Regions from separate parts of the Hordeum vulgare genome. Here region 1 is linked to region 2. A link is a contact called in public Hi-C data. All regions are on one chromosome and are shown on one strand. The core of a region is the stretch at or near the end of the contact, and the rest is flanking DNA. Distances in the headings are between cores, read along the strand shown.

Region 1 (5,172 bases), core at 1,256-3,755, 180 kb before region 2:
TCAAGATTTTCAAAACTAGATCCCATGTTGATAAGTTTTGAAGTACTTTTTTTTCACAAAAAAACCGGCCAAAAAACCATGCCTCCCGTGATAGAATAAACAAAAAAACATGTTTTTTCGTATTTTTTCAATTTTCGAAAGGCACGACCGTGCCTCTCACGAAAGTAAAAATATGCCTCTCACGGAAGTAAAATCGTGCCTCTCGAAAAAAATGCAGTTTTCCCTTTCCGAAAGGCACGGACGTGCCTGTCACAAAAGCAAAACCGTGTCTCTCGTGGTCAAAACCGTGCCTCTTGCAAAAACAAAATGAACAGAAAACGCATTTTTTTTCCTTTTCGAGGGGCACGATCATGCCTCTCACGGGAAGCTAAACTGTGCCTCTCGCGGAAGCAAGACTATGCCTCTTGCAAAAAACAAAAAACACGTTTTTTCCCGTTCCGAGAGTCACGATCGTGCCTCTCGCGGAAGCAAAACCATGCCTCTCGTCAAAAAAATAGAAAACATTTTTTTTCGAGAGGCATGATCGTGCCTCTCGCGGAGGCAAAACATGCCTCTCGTGAAAAGAAACAAAAAAAGTGTTTTTTCACAAAAAAAATGAATGTTTCTCATAAAAAAACTAAGAACGACCAATGAAAAATGAAAACACAAAAAAAAACAATCTAAAAAGCCGAAAACGCATGCGGAAAAAAATAAAATTCCAAGAAAGCGTTCAGAACGTGACCCGTGACGACGACTGTAAACGCGCCAAGCGACAGCGCGTGGAAGTGCTCTTTAAGAGGCTCCGAAAAGAGCACTCGCTAACTAGTGACTTCCATTTGATGCTCTTTACATCAAATTACCAGGGCTTTGCACACACGATCCCACGAGCGTGAGAATTGGGACAGCCCATTCCCATAACGTGGCAGCCGGTTTTGCGAAAAAATTCAGAAGGATTTTTTAGCGGTTTATTTTGGATTTTTTATTTTTTTATTTCATTTATCTTTTCAATTTTTTTAATTTCTTTGTTTTAATTTTGGTTTATTTTTAAAATTTCGTTTTACAATTTTTGAATTTGTACGTTTTTCTGTTTTAGGTTTTTATTTATTTTCAAAATTTTTATTACAAATTAAAAAAAATTCCATGATTTTCAATGTTTTTGCATATTTGTAAAATGTTTGCTTATTCCGACTTTTGTTTTTGGTTTCAAAAATTTCTTAGATGTTGATTTGATTTTTGATTTTCAATTTTTTTTGCCCATCTGAAAAAATGTTTGCCTATTCCAACTTTTATTCTTGGTTTTAAAATTTGCTCAGATGTTCAAGAAATGTTTTTGTTAATTCAGTTTTATTCATAATTTTCTTAATAGGTTCTCACGTTTGAAAAAATGTTTCTTTCTTGTAATTTTTGTCTTGGTTTCTGAAAATGTTGAGAAATTAAAAATTCTTCGCAATTTTATAAATTCTTTTCACAAATTTAAAAATGTTCGTAAATTTTCAATTAATATTTAGATAATCAAATTATTGTTCACATTTTGAGAAAAAATATTCTTTGTTCAAAATAATGTTTACGAATTATTCATGATTTTCAAAATTTGGTTTCCTATTTGGAAAGATGTTTGGCTTTCACAACTTTTGTTCTCTATTTAAACATTTGCTCAGATGTTCAGAAAATGTTCATTTTTTAATCAATTTCGTTCAAAATTTCCTAAAATGATCATGATTTTCATAAAGAGTTCGCATGTTTGAAAAAATGCTTCATTTTTCTGTAATTATTGTCTGGATTTCTAAAAATGTTGAGAAGTTGAAATTTGGTTCCCATTTCTAAAATTTGTTTCACAAATTCAAAAAAGTTCCTGATTTTCAAAACTTTGTTCATAATTTCAAAAATTATTTTTCCGCATTTTCAGTCACAATTCAAAAAAATCGTAACCCCAAATTTGGTCACATTTTCAAAAATTATTTGCAGTTTCTATAAATGTTTGGAATTTTATATTTTGTTCATGTTTTCGGAAAATCTTCGAAATTTTGTTCAAGTTCTAAAAAATGTTTGAAACTTCCAATTTTTGTTTGCTATGTTGAAAAATGTTTGAAACGTCGGAAGAGTTTGGATTTTAAAATTTTGTTCGCGTTTTCATTTTTTACATTTTCCAAAAATATGTCTGGAATTTAAATTGTGTTGTTGTTTCAAAAAAAAGTTATGTTTCAAACTTTGTTCCTGTCTCTAAAATTTCTTCATGTTTTTGAAAAAATTGGAATTTCAATTCTTTTTCAAAATAGCTTAAGTATTTCAGTTTTGTGTTCTTGTTTTTCATAATTTGTTCCGACATTTTGTTAGAGACATACTACAGGGCTTGCTTACAAGCGTACAAAAAAGGGAAACACGATACAGCTTAATAGGCCGGCCCCAGTTCGCTCGCCCCTGTGCGGCTCGCTGCTGTTGTCTTGGATGCAGCGACACGATACAGACTAATGGGCCGGGCCGGGTTCGGTCGTCCTTGTGCGGCTCGCTGCTGTTGGACCCGTCTCCCTGTGCGATGCTTCGCCTCTTTGCCGCAGTAAGCGGCACATAGGAGGTCCCCTAAGAAATTCAGTGAATCCCATTATCCATCCTAAGAAAAGACCAAAGGCATTTGTGCAATCGTTGATGGCCGGCCACTGGTGTTGCCCCCTTTTTTTTGGCTTTTTTATTATATTGTTTTTTTAATGTCATGACTTTCTTGTATCTATTTATTTTTAAAGTTTCTCAACTTTTTATTATGTTCATGCTGTAATTTGACAAAGTTATCTAAAATAAATAAGGTATATGTACATTTGTTTTGACATTAATGGAAATTTTCTAAAAAAGTATATATTTTCTAATTACATGAATATTTTTTAAATAATTCATATATTGACATGACCAAATGAATTTCTATTTTTTCAAATTTGTATAGAGTAAAGGTGCGTCTTTTTCAGATGCTACAAAAATAAAAAAAATGTATGTATTACTAGAAGATTCTTGAGGCGAATCTACATGTATGTCTATTTAGGGCTTAAACTTAAATGACTAGGTCACCACCAGTGGTTAACCTCTTTTGGTTATCCTTCTTGCATCATTTTTTATTGCCTTCTTTTTTTCCTGGACAACGACAAATCAACATGTCTTCTCCTAACAATCACTTAGTCGAGAATTGAGTAGGTCTCATGTTAATTGAGGGAAGGGGGCACCTCTTCTTTGTGGCTCCAAATATCCCTCAAGAATACACTGCTAGTACAGTATTCAAAGACCAATGTTTCGTGTTTTGAGATCTCTATCTATGAACTATGTTTACATTTGAATCTTGGTGGAGAAACAGACGCCCTCTAACGACCCACTTCATTAGTGTAAGCCTAGTTGGCCACTCAAGCAATGATTTCTTGTAGCATCTTCAAATGTCAAAAGCATGAGTTAGTTATAAATAATATCATTTTTTGTGAATCTAAGAAGTTAAAGTGATAAATGATCAGCACACCAAAAATGAAGGCATCCAAGCTCTATTCAGGTAAGTATTCATACATGAGAAGAGGTGCTACAATTTGGTAATTAAATTTACTTCATTTCCAAGCCATTCTGCACCGTGTCCAGAATCATTGGTAAGCCGTTTGGCAGAAATTTCATCGCCATTTTGTAGCATATAGGCACCGTCAGACCCCCCCCCCCCCCCCCCCCCCCCCCCCCCGCGCCCCCTTGTTTTTGGCTCCAAATATTGCTTGCAAACACAATGATACATTAGCTTTTCCCAGGGTTTGAACATGTAATCTCGTGAAATTTCAATTTGTCGTGTACGCCTAACATACACGAACTAGCTGTACCACTAGATATCTTGTCCGCGTTGGCACAAACACTGGGATCAAAATACACACATAGCCATACCAACACGATGTTGACATCTTTTGTATTGCCTTTCAGTTTTTGGGTGATTACAAAACGATGTCATGCATGACATTGTTTATATAGGCACATAGCAGACCGACAGCAGCAAACTAACTATGCCTTAGAGCATCTAGGACATTTCAAACGATCTTTCATACGTTCGCGGACACGTCGGACAGTGACCAGACAGGAGGGAATTAAAAAGGTGATCCAATCGGATCCCTCGTATCACTTTTATACGTTCGGACTGTCCACATATTGTCCACATACGCTTATATCCATTTTAAATATAGGAAGGATATGAGGACTCACGGACGTGTCCGGGCGCGATCGGTCAGTCTGCCACGTAGGACGCAACTCCGCCGCAAACCACCTTTTTCTATTCATTCTTTTTTTCTCCCTCTTCCTTTTCATAAATCATGTGTAAGTGACGGGATATTAACAAATATAATGAGAAATATGACCGTACGGAGGAACAAATAGAAAACACGTGATCACTAGCCGGACGCGTCCACAAACATTTAAAAGGTCATATTTACTAAGTCGCTGTAAATGCTCTTAATCATTTATTCCTATGCGGCTCACACCCCAACACATACACGACATGCAAGCCAGCTCAAAACACAAAAGGCAATGCTAAGGCATGCAAGCCATGTACATCACAAGGGCACGAGTTGAGTTAGAGCGAGTTGAAGTTCGCTCAGGTCAACTCGTATTAAAACTTGAGCGGGATGAGACTCAATGAAGCTCAAGGTCGAGCTGTAGAACATGACTCATGCTCAGCTTGTAACGATCTCAAGTCGATCTTGAGATAATTTCGAGCTAAATGAGATGGTAGAAACTATAAATCTATGATAATTTATTCCAATCAGATAAGGCTCCACACGATATAAGAAAACATAAAAGAATATTATTTCAACAAAGACGATGATAATATAAAAAATTCAAAGTAGTTTGACTTATTCTCTCACAAGCAAAAGCTTAGCATCAAAATAAGATTACGATTCACGACAAACATATAATTAGGAAAACAAATTATTGACAAATAGGGCCTAATTCTTCTCTGCATTTAATTAAGCTTCCATATTTGCTAGTGAATAAAATGGAAAAAGTCATGGACAACATATATGGTAATAAATTATCTTATTTGCATTTAATATATGGCATGATTGTTGGAAATAATGATATTATGTCTAGTTCTCTAGTTAAAATCATTTCTCTGTCGAGCCGCATAAAGTGTTTAAACTCAACTCGTTTACTTCTAAGTCGATCTCGAGTCGAGCTAAAAACGAGTCGATCTTG
Region 2 (5,022 bases), core at 583-3,082:
GTGTCCGCAGGTTCCACTGGATTCTGCTAGTAATTAAAGTTAACACCTCAGAATGTCTCGTCCACGACTCTCTGAATATGGATCCAAAGCTTTGGGGCGGCATGAGAAGAATGCTGCAGAAGTAATTATTTTCATTCATTTGCGCTCTATATCGATCGGCCTATTTCGTTCATTTCCTAATATCAAGTAACTAATAACTCTCTTGTTCATTTAATTTTCTTTGCCTCGTAGGGTTTGGAGACGGTTCGTAGATACAAAGGTCGGTGAATTCAAAAAAGAGCTAGAATTCAAAAGGTCAAAGCCTAAGAATGCTGGGGATATTCAGCCAGTGGGGACCAATCTATGTGGATACTATGTCTGTGAGATGATCCGGAGATACACCTCTGAGCGGGTTCCGAGTGATACCAATGCGGGGAGGAATAACCTCCGGATGATGCTTAGTCCAGAAGCTCGCTTCCGACCACTTCAAGAGGAACTAGCTGGATGGTTCAGCAGGGAAGTCCTCCATCCTAAAGGAGAACACCATTACGAGGACGTAGAACTTTATATGCATTAAATTATGTATGGAAACTTGTTCAAAATTGTATATGGTCATCGGATGATATTGAATATATATTGTATATTCCTCTTGAATTCTTTTTGGTTCTAATTTCAAATTTGTTTGAAATTGTACATTCATATGCATGTATGTAGTACCGTAGAATATATGAAATTCCTTCAAAATTAAAATAAAGCACAAAAGAAATAAAACAATACAAATTAAACAGAAAACAGGTTTAGGGGGGGGCGCGCGCGCTAAAACCCTAAACCTGTGGCGGCCTTTAGTCGCGGTTGGCCAGAAGAACCGCGACTAAAGGTCCTCCGCCCCGACGGCCGCCTGGCGCCCACGTGGACGGGCCTTTAGTCGCGGTTCTTAAGAAACCGCGACTAAAGGTGGGGGGCTTTAGTCGCGCTTAGTTGGTCGCGGTTGCGCAACCGCGACTAATGGCAGTTGCGAACCGCGACCAAAGGCCTTTTTTCCACCAGTGTTGCCTAGAGAGGGTGAGCTTTTGAAAAAAGTTGCAAAAGTGGCAATAATGTTGATTCTTGTCCCTGATTGCGGAGGTTTTAAGGAATTTGTACATTGAAAATATGTGTGTTAGTAATAGGATAGTTACTCATTAATGTAGATAAATTTGCGTTAATTATTGATTCTGGATATTGATAATGGTTCTAAATCAACATCCTTATAGTATTTTCCAACAAGTGTTTGTGTGATGAGAGTTTAGCAAAAAGACGATTTTGCTGCATAATTATGTGGTGCAATATAGCCATTTTAAACATGGTGTTGGTTAATACAAAGTGTAAATAAAATATCGAAGAGAGAACATAGACAGCATATAATTTGGGTTCTCTTCTAGTCTACTTGGTTGGTAGCCCATCCCTTCACGTGGAAGTAATTTCCATTTGTGCTCACACATTGCAGTTGGCGATAGCCTTGCCATTTCCTTCACCAGTCCTCTTCACAATTGCTTCAGTGGCAATGGTGGCCCTCAAGGCCATGGCATCTGCTAATGATCCGATTGACAAAATCATGCAACTCTGACAGATTCGTTTCCTGTGGAGACGAGGAGAGCTGAAAGCCAGAAAGAAACAGCTTCAGATCCATCCATGATTGATTGTAACAAGCACATCTGCCAAACCATACACTACTGTCAACATTTGTTCTCTGAAATTAGATATCTACTAACCTAACCTAACCTAACTGGCATAACCACACCATTGACCTGATTAACTGCCGCCCTAAAACAGCTTGTAGGTTACAGTCACAACTCACAAGAAAAAAATCAAGAGGATATTTGAGAAGAATTTTCATGTGACTGTCAGCTTATTCTCTGAACCTTTACTGCCATCGCTTACTGACAGCACTGCCTTCCGTCCTCATTGTGTGATTGTTCAGCACTGTTGTGCACATTCAGAAAGCAGAGCCATCAGCAGCAGCCATGACATGACAGCAATAAACAACAGGAAGACACACGACAGTGACCGACGGACAGAGAGACGGAGGGAGGGAGCGAAAGCGAGCTCCTTTGCCAACCACCAGCAACCAACGATTTGGTTTGTTTGTTTGGTATAGTGCGTGAGTTTGGTGGATCTGAATCGCTAAAGCTCCCATCTTTCCTCTCCCCCCTCCACCAACGCCGCCGAGAAGAGCAGGGGAGCACGCGGGGATCTCGAATCGAGCTCCTTCCCATGGCCACCAGGGTCCTCGACACGCTCGCCGTCGCGGCGGAGGGCGGCGGCGGCGCGCTGCCGCTCACCTTCTTCGACGTGCCCTGGATCTTCACCGGCCCCGTGGAGCGCGTCTTCTTCTACCCGTACCCGCACCCGGCCGAGCAATTCAGGGCCGCCCTCCTGCCCCGCCTCGTCTCCTCCCTCTCCGCCGCGCTGGGCAAGTTCTACCCCCTCCTCGGCCGCGTCCGGCCCTGCCCGGACGGCGCCGGGTACGAGTTCTTCTGCCCCGCGGGAGGAGGGGCCGGTGGTGGCGCCGTCGAGCTCACCGTCGCCGAGAGCGAGGACGACTTCGACGAGCTCTCCGGCGACGGGCCCCGCGACGTCGCCCGGCTCTACTCGCTCGTGCCGCGGCTTCCGGTGGTTGAGGATGAGGACGGCGGGTTCGCGCTCGCGGCCGTCCAGGTGACCGTGTTCGCCGGGCGCGGGGTCGCCGTCGGCGTGTCGATACACCACGTCGCCTGCGATGACTCGAGCTACATGCATTTCGTCAAGACCTGGGCCGGCCACTGCCGGCTGGCTGCCGGTGGGGAGGACTCCGGCGCTGCGCTGCCGCCCCCGCCGTTCCTTGACCGCGCGGTCATCGCGGACCCCCGAGGGCTTGCCGCCAGGACGCTCGACGAAATGCGGCAGCTAGCGGCCAACGGGCCTCCTCCTCCGCCACCGGTGCCGGCAGGCCCGCCGCCCAAGCTGGTCATCCGGTCGTTCACGCTGGCCCGCGGCTGCATCGACAAGATGAAGCAGCGCGTGGCCGCCGACGCCAAGGACGCCACCCCGCACTGCTCGGCGTTCACGGTGGCGTGCGCGTTCGCGTGGGCCTGCCTGGCGCGCTCCACGGACGGCAACGCCCCCACGGACGAGCGCGCGCACCTGCTCTTCTCCGTGGAGTGCCGGCGCCGCCTGTCCCCACCGGTCCCGCAGGAGTATCTGGGCAACTGCCTGCGGCCCTGCTTCGTGGAGGTCGGCACGCGCGACCTGCTCGGCGCGGACGGGGTGACCACGGCCGCAGCGGCGATCGGCGCGGCCATCCGCGCACTGGACGGGGACGGCGTGCTGGCGGGCGCCGAGGGGTGGTTCCAGAAGATCCTGTCGCTGGTGCCGCGGCGGCCCATGTCCGTGGGCGGCTCGCCGCGGTACGGCGTGTACGACACCGACTTCGGGCTCGGCCGGCCGAGCAAGGTGGAGCTGGTGTCCATCGACAAGACGCCCGGCACGGTGTCGCTTGCCGAGGGCACCGGCGGGCAGCACGGCATCGAGGTCGGCGTCGCGCTGCCGGAGGCCGACATGGCGCGCTTCGCGTCATGCTTCTCCGACGGCCTGCACCAGCTATGAGAAGGGAAGAAGATCGTGCTGGTGGTACAAGAGGAGAATTGCAAAATTGCCATTCCTCGTATATTGTTATTATGAAATGTAAGTATATTTGGGAGAAGCGGATACTTCAAAATAAATGAGGCTTATGTTAATGGTGTTAATTAGTTGTGGTAACTGAGAGAAGAAGCAACGGACTCGAATCATTTTCCGGTCGGTGCCAAATCTCAAAGGGTTTGGTTGGAAATGTCTCCCACCAACAATGTTCGTTGTGTGTATGCATCATGGGATGGGATGAGCTATCGGCGGTGCATCACAGCTAGGCCAAACCTAATGAGATCACCCCCGTTTACATGATCACATCCACTAGCAAGAATGTTCTTTTGTCGGTGAAAACTTTTTAAAAAATAATCAGATCTGTATTATATTATTAAAAAACTTTTTAAAGTACAAAGTATCTCAAACATAATAGATATTATATTGAGAGTCCGAGCCAGTACTGTAGTCTGTAGCTAGAACGAGTTGTCGACGCGTCAATGTCGTCGCTTCCCTACCGAAGCCAACTTGATCTTGCTGATGATAGCCATGAAGTCTTTGTGTGCGTGCCTCTAAAGATCAACGTCCTGAAGTTGTAGTCATCGTCGTTAAACCTTTGCTTGGATTTGAAGCATCTGACATCAAATCTCGTTGCATAACCAAGCCAAGAAAGATGAAGCTTGTGTCCATAGACAAGACCCTAGGCACCGAGTCGCTGGCGAGGGCACAGGCGACGTGGCATTGAGGTCGGCGTCGTGCTGCCGGAGACCGACATGGCGCAGTTAGGCTCATGCTTCCGTGATGGCGTACACCATCTATGAGAAGGAAGAAGATCATGCTGGTGCTCACCGCAAGATCAAAAAAAAAGAGACTATTGGTCATATTGCAAAATTGCAATTGCTTTTGTACTAGTACTCTCTCCGTTCCTAAATATAATTCTTTTTAGAGATTTCACTAGGAGACTACATACGGATGTATGTAGACATACTTTAAAGTGTAGATTCATTCATTTTGTTCTGTATGTAGTCCTTTAATGAAATCTTTAAAAAAACTTATATTTAGGAACGGAGGGAGTATAATATGAGATGTACATATGAGAGACTGGATGCTAAATTTGAAATGAGGCTTTGGTAATGGGTGTAATTAGTTGTAGTAAGTGAGAAAATTAGTTGTACTAGTAAGTAAGAGAACAAGCGAACCAAGATGTGGTTGAGTGGTTAAAATGACTGTGGTATTTCAGTCCATCAGATTCAAGTCCTGATGCTCGCATTTATTTTAAAATTTTCGATGATGCACATTCAATGAAAGGTGACGTTCCGTCGACGACGAGGTGTTTACGGTAACTTCGTATCTTTTAAGATGATATATCGTCTCGGTCTCTCAAAGATGTTCGTAGAAATAGGGTGT

Evidence for each region. Hi-C and Micro-C count contacts between places; a contact is called where the count stands out from the background.
Region 1: a Hi-C map of leaf shows a contact between it and region 2, with 6 times the contacts expected there. The contact joins the enhancer-like site here to the promoter of LOC123401913 in region 2. A contact is called at or near these places in 2 of 6 Hi-C or Micro-C datasets (both in leaf).

Annotation. Positions count from the first base shown.
Region 1 is chr6H:555,123,299-555,128,470 of MorexV3_pseudomolecules_assembly, reverse strand. No RefSeq gene overlaps it. Among protein-coding and RNA genes, the nearest start is that of LOC123403224, 7.5 kb to the left of the region's middle. Within about 2 kb of position 2,505, at least 3 of the 3 cell types and tissues checked have open chromatin away from gene starts, as enhancers often do. A contact at or near this core is called in leaf, where this site is marked.
Region 2 is chr6H:554,944,549-554,949,570 of MorexV3_pseudomolecules_assembly, reverse strand. It overlaps LOC123401913 (coumaroyl-CoA:anthocyanidin 3-O-glucoside-6''-O-coumaroyltransferase 2-like), which reads left to right and starts at 1,832. Exons shown (of 1, transcript XM_045095778.1): 1 at 1,832-3,772. The coding sequence starts at 2,233. The coding sequence ends at 3,603.